Linked DNA regions of Pan troglodytes: region 2 is linked to region 1. The links are chromatin contacts, called in public Hi-C maps. All regions are on one chromosome and are shown on one strand. The core of a region is the stretch at or near the end of the contact, and the rest is flanking DNA. Distances in the headings are between cores, read along the strand shown.

Region 1 (7,440 bases), core at 2,675-5,174:
TTATGTATATGTAGCAGTAAAGATCTATTCCTATATAGCAAGTGGACCAAAGATTATACAACAGCTCCTTTCTTCCTCTTACTGATCAGGAAAGACATTGAGATTGCACTCAGAGTCCATCCAACTGGAAAACAGCCAGATTACAAAAATGTTTTGAGGCCAGGCATGGTAGCTCACATCTATAATCCCAGCACTTTGGGAGGCCACAGTGGGAGGATCGCTTGATCTCAGGAGTTCAAGACCAGCCTGAGCAATACAGTGAGACCCTGTCTCTACAAAAAATGAAAAAATTAGCTGGGTATGGTGGTGCGCACTTGTAGTCCCAGCTGCTTGGTGGGGGCTCACTTGAGCCTAGAGGTAAAGGCTGCAGTGAGCTGTGATCACACCACTGCACTCCAATCTGGGTGACACAGCAAGACCCTATCTGGAAAAAAAAAAAAAAGAAAAAATGTTTTGAGAGGCTAGTTACCAACCTGACTATCTCCTGTTGCCAGTAGTTCTAAACTAGAGTCAGCTTATCAACCAATGGCTAAATGGCTACAGTTTCAACCTCTGAGAATTGAAGATGCTCCAACATTAAATGAATGACCACACAGTATTAAAGCAGGGAACCCCATTCAAAGTACTGATGTTAGCAGTGACGAGGTGATTCTCTCTGAGAATCCATCTATCAGGCACCAGCACTACATGCATAGTTAGACAATACCACCAAACTGGTTTGTTACTAAACCAGTAGTAACAGCTTGCAGCTACCAGAGACCTAAGAGGCCTAGCCTGTTTTGTTACACAGACGACTCAAGTAAATAACAATATATGATTAGTGGTATATCATAAGAGTGAAGAACAAACTTTGGGACTTCTGTGTAATTTTTAATTTATGCAAATAATAGCACTAAGGAATGAAAGTGCCTTAAGCCTCATCAAAAGACTGAAAGGGATCTTGAAGCAATAGTAGCTACACTTCTTTCAACCCCTGTCAGTGAGGATGAAGGTTTGTGAAGCATAGAGAATCTGCCAAAATCTGAATGCTGAAATTATCAAGTGCACAATAGCCTTTAAGGAAGGAGCGCAGGTACTTGCTCTGACAAATACAGATGTTCTGGCTGTTTATTAAACAAGGGTAAACATCTAAATGAAAAGTAAAATATTGGCTGGGCACAGAGGCTCACACCTGTAATCCCAGCACTTTGGGAGGCTGAAGTGGGCAGATCACTTGAGGTCAGGAGTTCAAGACCAGCCTGGACAACTTGGTGAAACCTCATTTCTACTAAAAATACAAAAATTAGCTGGCTGTGGTGGCGCACGCCTGTAATCTCAGCTACTTGGGAGGCTGAGGCAGGAGAATTGCTTGAGAATTGCAAGAGGCAAGAGAATTGCCTCTTGGAAGGCAGACCTTGCAGTGAGCCGAGATTGTGCCGCTACACTCCAGTCTGGGTGACAGAGCAAGACTCTGTCTCAAAAAAAAAAAAAAAAAAAAAAAAAGGAAAGTAAATTATCATCTTGATATTCTGTTTACTTCCAATAATTCAGTTATTTGGAAACATCCAAAAGTAGTTAGAAATGCCTGGCAGACTTTTAAGGTTTTCTACCTCAAGGCAGAATTAGGAATACAAGGCAATATTAGGAATACAACAGGTACATGGAGTTTTATTGGACTTTCAAGCCCTTTGAGGAAAGGACCATGTCTACTTTTTGTTGTAATCTCAGAACTAGCCCACTGATCCCTATTCAATGTTAGATGATTGAATAAGAATTCACAATGCTGTAGGCTTCCGAAGATGCCACTATCATCAAGAAATAAGGTGAAAAGGAGAAATGAAAACATGTCTATGAAAATATTTGCACCAGAATGTTAATAGCAGCCATATTCATCGTAACCCCAACTGGAAATACCCAAATATCCATCAATTGAAGAATGGATAAACACATTGTGATATATTCATGCAATGGAATAATACTCAGTAATAAAAAAGAACAGATTACTGATACACATGGATGGATCTCAAAAACATTACTAAGCTAAAGGATACAGACACAAGTACATACTGTAAAGCTCCATATATGTGAAATACAAATGCAGACAAATCTATGGTGCTATAATTCAGGAAGTTGCCAGGGGAGGGTGGTGGTGGGTTTGGGGTGATCAACTATAAAGGGGCATGAGGGAACTTTATAGGGTGGTGGTTCAGTATCTTGTTTTGGGTGTTAATTACATAGGTGTATATTTTGAAATTCACCAAACAAAGCACCTAAGATGTGTGCATTTTATTGCACGTTAAGAATAATTTAAGGGCCAGGCATGGTGGCTCACATCTGTAATCCTAGCACTTTGGGAGGCCGAGGTGGGCAAATCACCTGAGGTCAGGAGTTCGAGACCAGCCTGGCCAAGATGGTGAAGCCTCCGTCTCTACTAAAAATACAAAAATTAGCCAGGTGTGGTGGTGCACACTTGTAATACCAGCTACTTGGGAGGCTGAGGCAGGAGAATCACCTGAAATCAGGAGGTGGAGGCTGCAGTGAGCAGAGATTGTGCCACTGCACTCCGTCCAACCTGGGACAGAGTGAGACTCCATCTCAGAGAAAAGAAAAGAATAAAATATTTTTTAAGCAAAAAAATGAGAAAGCTGGTGGGGGTACCCATCAAGACATCTTTTAGGTTCCAGTAATAGCTGTCCTTGGGCACTCTTTTAATCAAACTACCTCTATGCTCAAGAACCCAAAATGACTTCTTTATCTTATGTCTTGTCACATCCATATCCTTATTTTGCTCTCCTCCATAAGAAACCTCCTCCATTAATTTCTCCCACTTCCCAACGTACCACGGTGATCTGCTCACGGTCCCATGCAGATAATTTGCTCTTTCCTATCTGAATCTCCTTGTGGCCTTTACCCTGCCTGGACCCTACTCAAGCTCTCTCTGCCCTTCAAATTCCGTATTTACATAAACCTCCTTCAGAAAAGAACTCTTAATCCTAGCCAATCTGAGCACCCTAACTTGCCTTACTTTTTATGTTCCTTTATTGGACTAATATGATACTCTAAGCTGCATCCTTTGTATACTCGCAACAAAAGAAATTTTAATGAAGTAGGCGGAGACTGTACCTAGGGGATTCCTTCGTATTTCCCTGCAGAACCCAGGTGAGAACCTACATTTCTGGGGCAGTCACTACAATGCAGGCTGTGAAGGTTATACGGTATTTAGGCAAGGGCAAATAGGTGTTTAATTAAGGACTAATGGGAATGATATTGAAGCTCTGAGGCTCTGCAGGGGCCTGGATGGGCTGTTTGCTTTTCCTCATCCTCACCGAGATAGCAAGTGGTTGAGAACAAGGTTGCATCCTTTTTCTGCCCAGCCTTACCCCCAAACCAGTGAGGAAACGACCAGCACTGCCGTCTGATGAGAGGAGCCTGTTCCTGTAACTGTTTTCCAGATTACTGGGGGGACGACCCCATCCTGGAGAAGGAAGAGAGAGGCGGGAGCATTTAAGGCCAAAGAGGCACTCAAGCCTTTCCCCCATGGATTTACACCCAACACGTATGCAGAAAGGCAAATTACAAACACCGACGCTCACAACCACACATACACGTGCACGCCCAGCCCCACAGAAGCAAACGCGCATGCCTGTGGGCCCGCGCGCACCTACTTAGTTTTCTCTGTTCTAGACGCCCTCATTCCACCCCCGCTCGGCCCAGCCCGGCGTCCTCTACCCAGGCACGGCTGAGGTTTACCAAGCCCGGCCCGGCGTGGAGAAAGTGTTTCTATAAGGGGGAAGGGAGGTCCTTCCCACCAAAGCGGAAGCGGCGCGCGCCGGCCGGGCAGACTTAGCTCGCGTCCTGGGAACATCTGGAGGGGGCTGGGAGGGGCGCGCATCCAGGCTGAACGTGGATTGGCTGCTAGGGAGGAGGGAGGCGGGGTCAGAGCCAGGGGCGGGGCTCCCCGGCCCCTTTAAAGCCTTGACATCAGGAGGCGGCTCCGGCACCCCCCTTTCTCTGCCCCCCGCCCCCAAGCCGCGGCCATGGACCTGGCGGATCCGGCCTGCCCTGGCCCAGCTCAACACCTGATTTCGGTGAGTTCTGGGTCTACTTGGGATTGAAAGGGCGGCGAGTGCGGGGGGGCGATCTGTAGCTCCGGGCCGGGGTGAGTGGGGTGTGGAGGGTACGGCTCTCGTGGCAGTACAGGGTCGGAGAGGGCGTCGCGGCTTCCTGCCCAAACCCTGCTGCCCGCCCCTCCGTCCCTCCCTCCAGCCGCACCCTCCTCGGGGGTCCGGCTGCGACTCTGTGCACCCCCACCCCACCCCCTCCCGCCCCCCGCGCCATCCTCGCGCACACTCCGTGGCCCCGGAAGGGAAACTTTCGGGAGTGGGGGATGTTCCGGGGGCCGGGCTCCCCTCCCTCTTTGAAAGCACTGACCTTGCCCCAGCTGCTCACCCCACCCAACCCGCATCCCACCGTCCGGGTGCCGCTTAGCGGTGCCGGGTTATTGCGGAGGGAGGGGCTCTCTCCCCAAAGCGCAGGCGCGGAGACGAGCCTGGGGCTCCCTTTCGCACTCCTTCCCATTCCCCGTGGCCTGGGGCGGTAGGGCCTGGGGAAGGCGGGGAGAGGCGGAAAGACCGGGTCTCCTAGAGAACAGCCCCTTCAAAGGCTTTGAGGGGCTGCGGGAAGGAGGAAGGACCTGGTGGGCTGCACGCTGAAGAGAAGCTAAGGGAGGGAGAAGGGTTGGTTGGGCAGGGAGCAGGGACAGGGCAGCGCCTGCAGAAAAGGCCCTCCGGGTGCTGGCTGCGGTGCCAGAAGAATGCAGAGAATTCATCTGTGCCCGACGCTTCCCTGGCTTAGCCCAACTAAGAAAGCGGCTGCCCGGATCCTAGCTCCCCTCTCCCTGTCCTGGGCCCAAGGTCCCGCGTTATCTCCAGTCCTGGCACGGCCCCAAGGGCACAGAGGGCCCTCACCTCCCACAGGCCTGGTTTTCCAGGCATCCCAGGGCTGGATCAGCTGAGTCCACCTAGTCTGCCCAGCTGCTACTTCTTAAAGGCCTGCCTTGCTGAGGAGCTGGGGGTCTTGGGCTAAGGAGTTCTCTGGCTGTAGAGGCAATCCCTCCCTCCCACTTCTCCGCGTCTGTCATGGGTCCTCCTTCTTAAGCACAATGGTCAGCCAGAGGAAGTGGCCCGGGCAGGGGTGGCCTGGGGAGCAGTAGAAAGAGTGTCAATGCCTAACCGTTTTGTGGTCAGTACTTTCGGGGAAAATGAACATAGCCCATTTGCCTTGTTGCAGACCCTCCCTTGCAGATATTACGCCATCTGGCTCTCTGAGACTCCTTGTGTGATAGGAAAATTCACTTCTCAAATTGGTCCCCCCATCTTCCTAAAAACAACCTGGGATTAGTGGGTTTCCTATCCCAAAGAAACCGTGTGTATTCCTTTCCGGGGAGATATTCCCATGTTCAAGCTTGTTTTCAAAGTCTATGGTCTGTGCATGAGGTGGCTTCGTCCCTCCAGCATCTTTCTCCAGCTCTGGCCCTCACGAAGAGACTGAGGACCTGGAGGGGCAGGTGCCGTGGTTGGCAGGGAAGAAGGATCTTCATGATAGGCCGGTGAAGACCTAAGTGTTTGGGGAGCAAGCGGGTGTCAATAAAGACAGAGTCAGAAGCTCTGGTCCCTACTTTTCCTAGCTTGCTGTATGACCTTGGCCAAGACAGTTTGCTCTCTGGGGCTCAGTTTCCCCATCTTTAAATCTCAGTAGTTGGACTAGATAGCTCTAATATTCCCTTCCACTTTTTGACATTGAATGGTTCCACTGATGGGTGAATCTGTAGGGGAGAAAGGTCCTCTGGCAGAATGGTTCCATTTAGAGGGAGCTAAAGTGTTGGGTGTGCTTTAAATTGCAATTAGTTAGGATTAGAACCCTGGGTAGAGAGAACAGGTTCCCTTATTCTAAGCCTGAGAGTAGACCTTGTCCCACACACCCCTGGTGCCTTGGGATATGAACTCCTGCTCCTGCTGGCTTGGGTTTGGCCCACCCATCACGCCTGTGCTGAGATATCCTGGCCCTTTGAAGAGGAGCTGAGAGAGGAGGAGGCAGCCAAGGGCCAGCAGGGTAAGCAGATTCCCAGGAGACAGTTTACGTCTCAGCTGTTGGGACTTGTTTTAGGATCTGGGCCAGGGAGCACAACATACTCACCCACCCGCCCTCTTATAGGAGGAGGGCAAGGAGGGCCCCACTGCTTTTGCCCATCCCACCCCCAGCCCTGCCCACCTCACTGCTGTACTCACACCCCCAGGTCCCAGGCAAGGGGCTAAGGATTCTTCCCCACCGCCCTCATCCAGCCCAGCCAGCCTCCCAGGCCCTGCTATACCAGCCAGTGGCAGCAGTGAGGAGAAGCTGCCCCCACCCCACCTTTCCCAGCCCCTTCCCTCTCCAGGGTAGGACTTCTCAGGAGTTGGGCTCTCCAGGTTGGGACTTGCTTTCCAGCCCAAGAGCCAGAGGTCTTGAAGTTCTTCTTGTTTGTTTTCATCCTCGGTCTCCCAGGTGAAGGGGAATGTTGAAGGAGAGGTGGTGGTTAAGGAAGCCCTGGGTTTGTTCATGTAGGGGCACATTCTCCCTGGGTTACTTTTCCCTCTGCTGGCTCTCCTGGGCCTGGGAAGCCCTCTGCCCTGGGCCCTGCTGCCTATGAAGGTGAAGCTGCAGCAGGAGGTGTTTAGGTTAAATCCCAAGGAAGCCTTCCTTACCGCTGTGAGCCGTTGGAATGGATAATGGAAGCTCCCAGGGAGGTCAGTTTCCCAGAAAGTGGCTAATGCTGGAGTCACTGTCAGACTGAAGGATGCAGCTGTTACTAGGCAGAAGCTGCTGTTCCCTCTTGGGGTGTGGCTCTGAGGCTGGCCAGCCAGAGGCCCCGTTAGAAGGAGGAAGAGAAAGGGCCCTTGCCTGACAGCCGAAGTGGGGTCCCTGACCCCATCATGCCTGAGTCACCAGAGCTGCATCTCTCAAAACAAGTGCCCTTTCTAGCCCCTGCTTCTCAGCCCCCTCCTCCAGTTCACCACCGCTCTCACTGTCTCCTTCGACAACCCTCACCCGAACCTGGCAGGTTCCCCGAGCCCCAGTCTGGCTGCATTAATGGACTGATTGGATTTTCTATACTTGGAGTTTGGGATTTCTGATTGAACATGCAAATTTATGTAAATCAATCTGGGATCTGCCACTACATCAAAACAACACAGAGCATAGGCTGGAAGGAATCCTAGAGACAGTCTAGTCCAACGCCCTCATGTTAAAAATGGGGAAACTGAAGTCCAGAGGGGGAAGTGATTCATGCGGTGGTGAGTGTCAGAGGCAGGACTCCTGATTCTGCTGTGTAGTTTTACATGGTCCCATTCTGCGTTAATGTTTTATGCATGAGGTAGCCTGGCTGGATTTAAGGCAGAGAGGGCCAGTTCTTGAACCTGAGAT
Region 2 (7,440 bases), core at 2,433-4,932, 190 kb after region 1:
TGATATATGGCTGGGCAAGAACCCTACCCTGGGGGGTCTCTCTATCCCCAAAGTGTCTGCTTTCAAGCACCACACCCACCCAGATGACTTAGTCCATGGGAAAAACGGAGGCCACCAGGTGTGCAGCTCCCCACCAGTACTAAAAACATCTCCACAGGCCAGGCTCTATGCTTCTCATTTAGGCCTCACAACATTGCAGTGAAGCAGAGGCTTAGAAAAGTGATCTCAGTTGGCCCAAGATGACATGAGTGGTAAATGAAGCCACTGGAGCTCAAAGTCTGGCTCTCACGTCAGTTAAGCACAGGCCAGATTCCCTTTCTCTCCCTCCACATAGCTCTCACCTCCTCTGGCCTTTTTGCTGATGGCAGAAGTGTGCTCCTCTTTCTTCTTTCCAAGGGTACTTCCTCAACCCTGCTACAGTCCTTATCAACACAGCATTCATTCTCAGGGAATTGAAAGCTCCAAGTCACCCTCGTTACTGGCTCCTTCCATCAAGCAGACACCTCACCTAACCTGGAACATCCTTTCCACCATGCTCTCCCCTTCATCAAGCTAACTACCTCTGCTCTTTTCCGTTGTTTCAAAACCTCTTGAAATGCAGCAGAAAGGAAAAGGAATAAACATTTATTGAGAACCTATTAGACACTTTACAGATGTTATTTAATTCTCACAACCTTACCTATGAATTATCCCTGATTTACAGGTGAGCAAACAGGCTCAGAGACACGGAACTTACGGAGGTCTCAGAGCCAATAAGCAACCAGGAGTAATCTGACTCTAAAACATGTGCTGCCCCCATGCCACCTCCATGACTCTACTCTCCCAAAGGTTGCTTGTGTCTACTAGCCAAATCCAAGGCCGCCTTCTTGGTCCTCACTCATCTGGTCCTCAGTGCCTCTACCACTTACTTCTTCAACACTCCCCTCTCCAGGTCGCCCCCTCTCTGACCTTTTATTCTCTTGCATATGCATGTTCCTGAGAACAGCACTTAGTCCTCTTTCACTACCCAATCTGTACTCCCTCGCAATCTCATCCTTCATCTCTCCTGATTTTCAAACATCCTAGACTGGATATTTCAGACACTTAAAATTCAACAGATCTCAAGAGAATATATTTCTCATGAGCATCCTCCATGGATCTCCCTGACCCGGATCTGTCTGCCTGTTCTAAGTCCAGGGCTCTTTGCATTATCCTATGGGATGAAAGGCACCATCATGGTCTGCCTGGCTGTGGAAAGCAAGAGGGACTCCTGGGCTCATCTGCCCTCCATAGGCAGGAACCCAAATGCGGAAAGAGGAAGGGAACTGTCTAGAAAAGTTGCTTTCTCAGGTTGTGTGGAGAGACAGGACTCAGTGAGGATAGGCCCCTACAGGCCTATCAACCAGCCACTCTGTGGCTAAAAGTTAATCGTCCAATAAAATTTAGCTATCCCAGGATAAGGCATTTCTACTTTATACGATTATTCTGTTTTAAAATATATTTGCTTTGAGAGTAATTCCCCAAATAGAATTCCTATTTTCTACAGCCTTGCTCTTCTTGTTTTATCCTTATCAATAGTGCCATCATCCACTGCCCTGACACCTGATTCCTTCCTTTCCCTCCATTTCACAAAATCTATCAATTCTACTTAGTGACTCTATCCCACTGGTGTTGAATTCTCCCTTTTTTTTTTTAAACAGCAGAAACAGTTTATTAAAATAGAAATCTTATGTAGAACCTTTATGCATAAAAAAGATTCAAGCTGCTTCACTTGAAAACAGGAAGCAGCACCAAATCCCCCCATACTCAACTCCAACCCTTGCTTGTCTCAAGGCACCTACACAGAAACCCAGAGTGTCTCAGAAGAACAGCTGGAGCACTACAGCCTGCTCTCTTCTGCTGTCCCCACTGCCCCCGGCTAGGATCACCTCCTACAAGATTCCTGCACAGCCTACTGACTTTTCTCCCTGCTCACCCTCTTCCATCCCTCTAACCCAGCTCCTAGCATCTAGTGCTTCTTGGACTTTTGTACCAAGTAGCCCCAACAGTAGGAGAGAGGTCTGGGGATAAGTGAGATGAATATGACTATTTGAATTACCACTATCAGTTTTAGTATCTTGAGGCTTCAAGAACTGCTCTACCTAGCACCACCACCTTCCCTAAGGACATAAGTATGTACTCTAGACTGAAAGGTTCTACTATACACCATCTAATCTGATCATTCCCCGGTTCCTCATTACTTACGAGAGAAAAATCCAAATTTCTTATTTTAGCATTCAAGGCACTTTACATGCAGGGCTCTACTTCCAAGCTGGGGCATGTGGTTCCAGAGAAAGAGAGGATACCTCAGGACAGTATGATACATCTTACCTAATGGTAAGTAATTTAAAATATTAAATTTATATTAAATAGGTAATATGGTGTTAAAATGCAACACCTACGTGAATTTGTAAGGCAAAACAGTACTTCAAAGAAATGTATATGCAGTGAGACATTTCTAGCTTTATTTCCAGATCCCTTTCAACCCAGGTACCATTTAATCTCTGTAATTAGGTGTACTCTGGTGGAACACTCACCATTTTTTAGATGAGGAAACAGGGTCAGAAAGGTCAAGTGACCTATCCAAGGTCACACAACTAGCAAGCAGTTAAGCTAGACTTTTACTGTAGGCAGTCTGCCTCCAGTCCCGCTCCTAACCACTGTACTGTATTATCTCCTCAAATGCATTAGAATCTTCACTTCCATAAAGAAATATGCTCTTTGTTTTTTTCTTTTGGAACACAAGGTTTAGTCCATCACTCACTCACTTTTCCACTTTTGATAAGATGTAAATATTGAGAACTATTTCTCTTCTCCAGTAGAAGAAGAGCAACAGGCCATGTGTGATGGTAAATGGCAGCTGACACTTGTGACAGTATCAAGAAGGCACTAAGGAATGGTGAGAAGGATGACTTGCCCTTTCTAAAGTGGCATCTCAGCTTGAGTCTGCAGAATGCCTTGCAAATCCAGCTCAGTACTGCTAGATAATCCATATTGACAAGAGAAGCTAAAGATTCAGATTTTCTGTGTGAAGTTTCCTGGTTTTAAAATGTTAGCAACAAATTCCAAATTTTTACAGAACACTGTACAGGCCAGAAAGAACAATCTGTGTGCTACCAGTTTACAATTAGCTATGCTTCTTCCTCTTCAGACCTGGCATGCCCTTTCCACCCCCTTGCCTTTGCTCTTAGTACCCCGTGTACACTCCAACCTCTTCCACCTACTCATTTCTAAATGCACAGTTCAAATGTTAGTTCTTCAGATTCCTGTCTCTGTAATAACACTTGCCCCTTTGTATAACAGTTCTCATGTATATCTTCCTATTAGACCATGAGCTCCTGTGGGTAGAAATTGTGTATTCATTACTGTATCCCTAGTGTGCAGTAAAGGATCACAGTAGATATCTGCTGAACCAAGCTGTAATGCTTCTGCAAAACAGGACTTATCAGGGAGTCCTCTGCAGGGAGTGTGCCCTGCATCCATCCTGTATCCATCCATAACCCCAGCCTCCCTCACCTTAAGGATGTCCTTAATGATCTTCTTTTCATCATGGAATCGTGCCTTCAACTCCTCCACATAGAACTTGAATAAGTCCAGAGGGGTGGAGCCTGTAAGGAGGGAGGGAGGGGGGCCTGGCGGGCGGCAGCTTCCCAAGGCCTGGGGGCTGGGCCGAGGACAGGAGCCGGGAGTAGGGGGTGCAGAGAGGCTGGCAGGGCAGGAAGCCAGGCCAGAGAAGGGGGAGCCTGGCTGCCTAGCCTGGCTGCCTTACCCGGCTGGCCCAGCATGTTGGCAAAGCGGACATCAGTGCTGACTGCTGGATATAGCTCCATCCAGGTGGACATAGAGTGCAGCTGCCCTGTCTCATGCAGCTCGTCCAGGAAGGTCTGAGCAGGGAGAGGCCAGTTATAGGGAGAGTGAGACAGGGAGGCAGAGCCACAGAATGAGGGGGAAGAGAGGGAATGGCAGAGGAAGAGGCAGGGACAATCAAGATTGAGGAAATGCAGGCAAGAGAGGCAGAGATGAAGAGATGCAGATGGAAGGCTGAGAACAATGCAAAAAGAGAGAATGTAAATACACAGAGAGGGACAGAACAAAAAAGTGAGAACAAGCCAGTCCCGGGAGGCAAAGAAACAGAAACCTGCCTGCAGTAACCCCTAGCACTACCACCACCACTGCCACCCCCAAGCTGAGGGAATAAACTCTGCCTGTCGGGTGCCCCACCAAGGGAAATAAACATGGCCTAGCTGCCAAGTCATGCCTGTAGGGTGCTCTCTACTGGCAGTTTCTGGGTGGTGCATACATCTAGTCTCCCTAGAAGAGCACAGTCCAGAATTGAGGAGGTACAGCAGAAACAGACTGCAGGCAGAGAGAGGTCTCATAGAGCTTGGACAGGGCTAGGCACAGAAAGAACAGGCAGCGTATCCAGAAGGGGGCAGGGAATGGGTGGAGAGGTTGTGCTCTAGGGCAGAGCTGAGCTCTGATCTAGAAAGGACAGCAAAGATACCTGGAAGGCCTCCCGATTCTTGCGTTGTTGGCGTCGCTCCCGAAGCCGGGCCCGCTCCCGTTCCTCCTCCTCTTCCCTCTCCAAAGCTCGGATGTGCTCCTCAAAACAGATCAGTGCATCTTCCTTGTCCATGTCTAAAGACAGGCAGGAGGTTCAGCGGGCATTGTCCCAGCAGGATACCCTCTCAGACCCCAGCACCCCTAATGTTTCAACGATGCTGTCCTACAGGTGCTAGGGATACCCAGGGTGGTGGGGGAAGGGCCTGGAGGGGGCTCTGTGGGAGCAGCCACTGCAATGGTAGTTCTTAAGAGGGGATCATTAATTGTATAAGAATAAATAAGCAAGTATTCAGCTCTTGTGAATTCAGTTATTAGAAGCCATAACATGAAACTGGTTGTCTTGGGATCTGAGGTTTCACACCTTAGGGAACTGGGAATCAATCAGGCTTTGATGCAATTTCAGAAAGTGAATTTGAGTATCATCAGTAATTACAGGCCAACAACAGTCTATTGTAACGTGACCAATTAAGGCCTGTAGTTCTATGATGCTTTAAGACCATATTCACATGAGCTAAAATCATCATTGACATCTCTAGGACTTAAAAGATTCCTATCCCAGAGCTCCTCCTCCAAGGACACAAAATATCTAGGCCAACAGTGGACCCCAGAGGGAGGGGTGTCCTGAAACATTCTGGTATCCCCAGAGTCCAAAGAGGTACAAGGACTGGGTGAGTGTTGAGTACTCCTAGGGTGTCCGGGAGGGCAGGAGGTACAGGGGAGTGGGGTGAGGCAGACTCTGGGGTCCCAGGTCCAGTAAAGAAAGGGAAAGGGATAGCTGGGATTGGAGGCCCAGGCTTACTCTGCAGCTGATGGTCCTGAGCAAAGCTGGGGTTATCCATGAGGTACTGCTGGGCCTGGGACCACGTAGTTTGGAAGTTGACACTACTCATCCCATCCAGGATGCTCTTTAGGGCCTGGATATTGCGGCGCCGGAGCTGCTTGGCCTGTTCCTAGGGAGCCACAGGATCAGGGTGAGGCAGGGCAGGCCAGAGCTACCCAAGTAGGCCTGGGCAGAGGAGGACCTGGGGAAAGGTAGCTAGGGAACCCTAGGAAGAAGGCCATACTCAAGACTTTCATGTCTCAGGGAAGGGGAGGGAGTACAGGTTACAGACCCATCTCTCAGAGACGACTCCTCCCCGCTACACCCAGGACTATAGGCCCAGAGCAGAAATGAGATGTGCAAGTCCCATACCAGCTTCCAAGTCAGAAGCTGGGACACTGGGGAAGTAGAGAAGTAAATGGCTAGGGTCCATAACAAAGCAAAGACAAGGAAAGTCCAGGATGAGATGGGCTGAAGGATTCTGCCCAGGGACCATTACCTTCTCCTTCTTGGCCAGGAAGAAGAGGACATCATCATAAACCTCTTTTCGATCCCTCTCAGGGACCACAGCCCAGACCTCCAGCTCCCCAAAGGTCTGTTCTGCCCGCCTGTGGAGCATATAAGCTGTGAGTAGGTAGACAGAGAACAGAGACCCTGGACCTTTGTGTTCTCAGGGTTCCCAAGCCCCAGCCCAGCCTGGCCCCCTGACCGGTAGCGGGTGGTGGAGGTCATGCGTTCATGCTGCTCCAGGAAATGCTGCAGGGTCTGCTTGGCCTCTTTGGCCCTTAGCCGGGCCTCCTCCTTCTCCTCCTTCTCCCGCTGCGCCTTGTAGGCATTGAATGCCTGCTTTTTCTCACTCAGTTTAGGCAAGGCACTAGGATAGAGGGTAGGAGTGGGGTGGGGATAGAGAAGTCACCCTGAACCACCCTGCACAGCCCACACTGGAGGGTCATGAGACACTGCAGGCTGCAGGGGCTCCAAGGGCACAGATGTCTGGGATCTGAACACCATTCATGGAGAAGTAGGGGTGACAGGAAGTGAGGGAAAGAGATGCAGCTCCAAGACACTGCAAATACTGGGCCCTTTTCCTTTGGGGTTCTCAAGTCACCCTATCCAGCACCCTCATTCCCCAATTAATTCAATTCCGTTTGATTCAATTCAGGAAGCATTTATTGAACATGTTGTGTCAGATACCTTTCCTTTCCTTCTCCTGGAGGCCCTCCAGCTTTTCTTCCCCTTGAACCCCAACCCAATCTATCACTGTCCTGACTCTGGTTCCCTTAGGGCTGAGTGTTGAGCTCGGGTTTTTTAGGGAGTCCCTAGCACAGCTGCTCTCATGAACAGGGCCTGGCTCCCTCTGCCCAGGCCTACCTGTAACGGGGGTCGGTGACCACCATCTTCATGGCCTGTTCCCATGAGGCATTGGAGGGGACAGCCTGGAATGAAGCAGGTGGGAGTCATGGGGCCTGCCCCACTCCAGCCCCCTCCAAACCTTCCCTGGGAGCCCCACTCCAGCACCTTGTCCCTCAGCAGTTCCTTGAATGCCTGCTTTGCCTTCTCCCGGTTGCTCCAACTGAGGCCAGACCTCTCTGGTTCTGGCTTTGATTCCTCCTCCTCCTGCTGTGGCTGATGCTGTCCAGAACTGGAGGGCACAGGGGACTCAGCCACAGCGTCCCCCAGCTCTCACAGCTTTCAGTGCCCTGAACTCCTGGCAACATATCACCCCCTCCTTGTTCCCCAGGGCAGCCTTTTTCTGCCCTTCAGAGGTCACACCGAGATCTTCAAACCCCTCCTGAGAGAGAGGCCCAGCAGAGGACAAGGGTTGAACCAGGCTGGGAGTCTGAGGCCAACATTGGGAATGCCATGGGGGGCAGCCCTCACCTGCTGGGGCCCTCCTCCAGCTGCTGCAAGAACCCCTGTTCCAGGGGCTGGGTGGCCTCCAACACATCACAGTCTTCACTCCCACCTGGCTCAGGTTCCAGGAGGCCTGTGGGCACTGGGGTGGGGCCAGGAGGTACAGGTGGGGGGTCAGGCTGTGG

What was found. Hi-C and Micro-C count contacts between places; a contact is called where the count stands out from the background.
Region 2: a Hi-C map of stem cell-derived neural progenitor cells shows a contact between it and region 1, with 3 times the contacts expected there. The contact joins the enhancer-like site here to the promoter of NCKAP5L in region 1. A contact is called at or near these places in 1 of 7 Hi-C or Micro-C datasets (stem cell-derived neural progenitor cells) and 1 of 1 datasets of contacts at active chromatin or transcription factors (stem cell-derived excitatory neurons).

The regions. Positions count from the first base shown.
Region 1 is chr10:46,035,794-46,043,233 of NHGRI_mPanTro3-v2.0_pri, forward strand. It overlaps NCKAP5L (NCK associated protein 5 like), which reads left to right and starts at 3,925. Exons shown (of 13, transcript XM_003313708.6): 1 at 3,925-4,067. It overlaps LOC134807563 (a long non-coding RNA gene), which reads right to left and starts at 3,846. Exons shown (of 3, transcript XR_010148309.1): 1 at 3,641-3,846; 2 at 3,306-3,454.
Region 2 is chr10:46,226,664-46,234,103 of NHGRI_mPanTro3-v2.0_pri, forward strand. It overlaps PRPF40B (pre-mRNA processing factor 40 homolog B), which reads right to left. Exons shown (of 25, transcript NM_001362377.1): 9 at 7,283-7,440; 10 at 6,920-7,043; 11 at 6,773-6,837; 12 at 6,111-6,275; 13 at 5,901-6,009; 14 at 5,381-5,531; 15 at 4,523-4,656; 16 at 3,788-3,902; 17 at 3,535-3,626. Among named protein-coding and RNA genes, the nearest start is that of PRPF40B, 7.1 kb to the right of the region's middle. Within about 2 kb of position 3,683, at least 13 of the 24 cell types and tissues checked have an H3K27ac peak or open chromatin away from gene starts, as enhancers often do. A contact at or near this core is called in stem cell-derived neural progenitor cells, where this site is marked.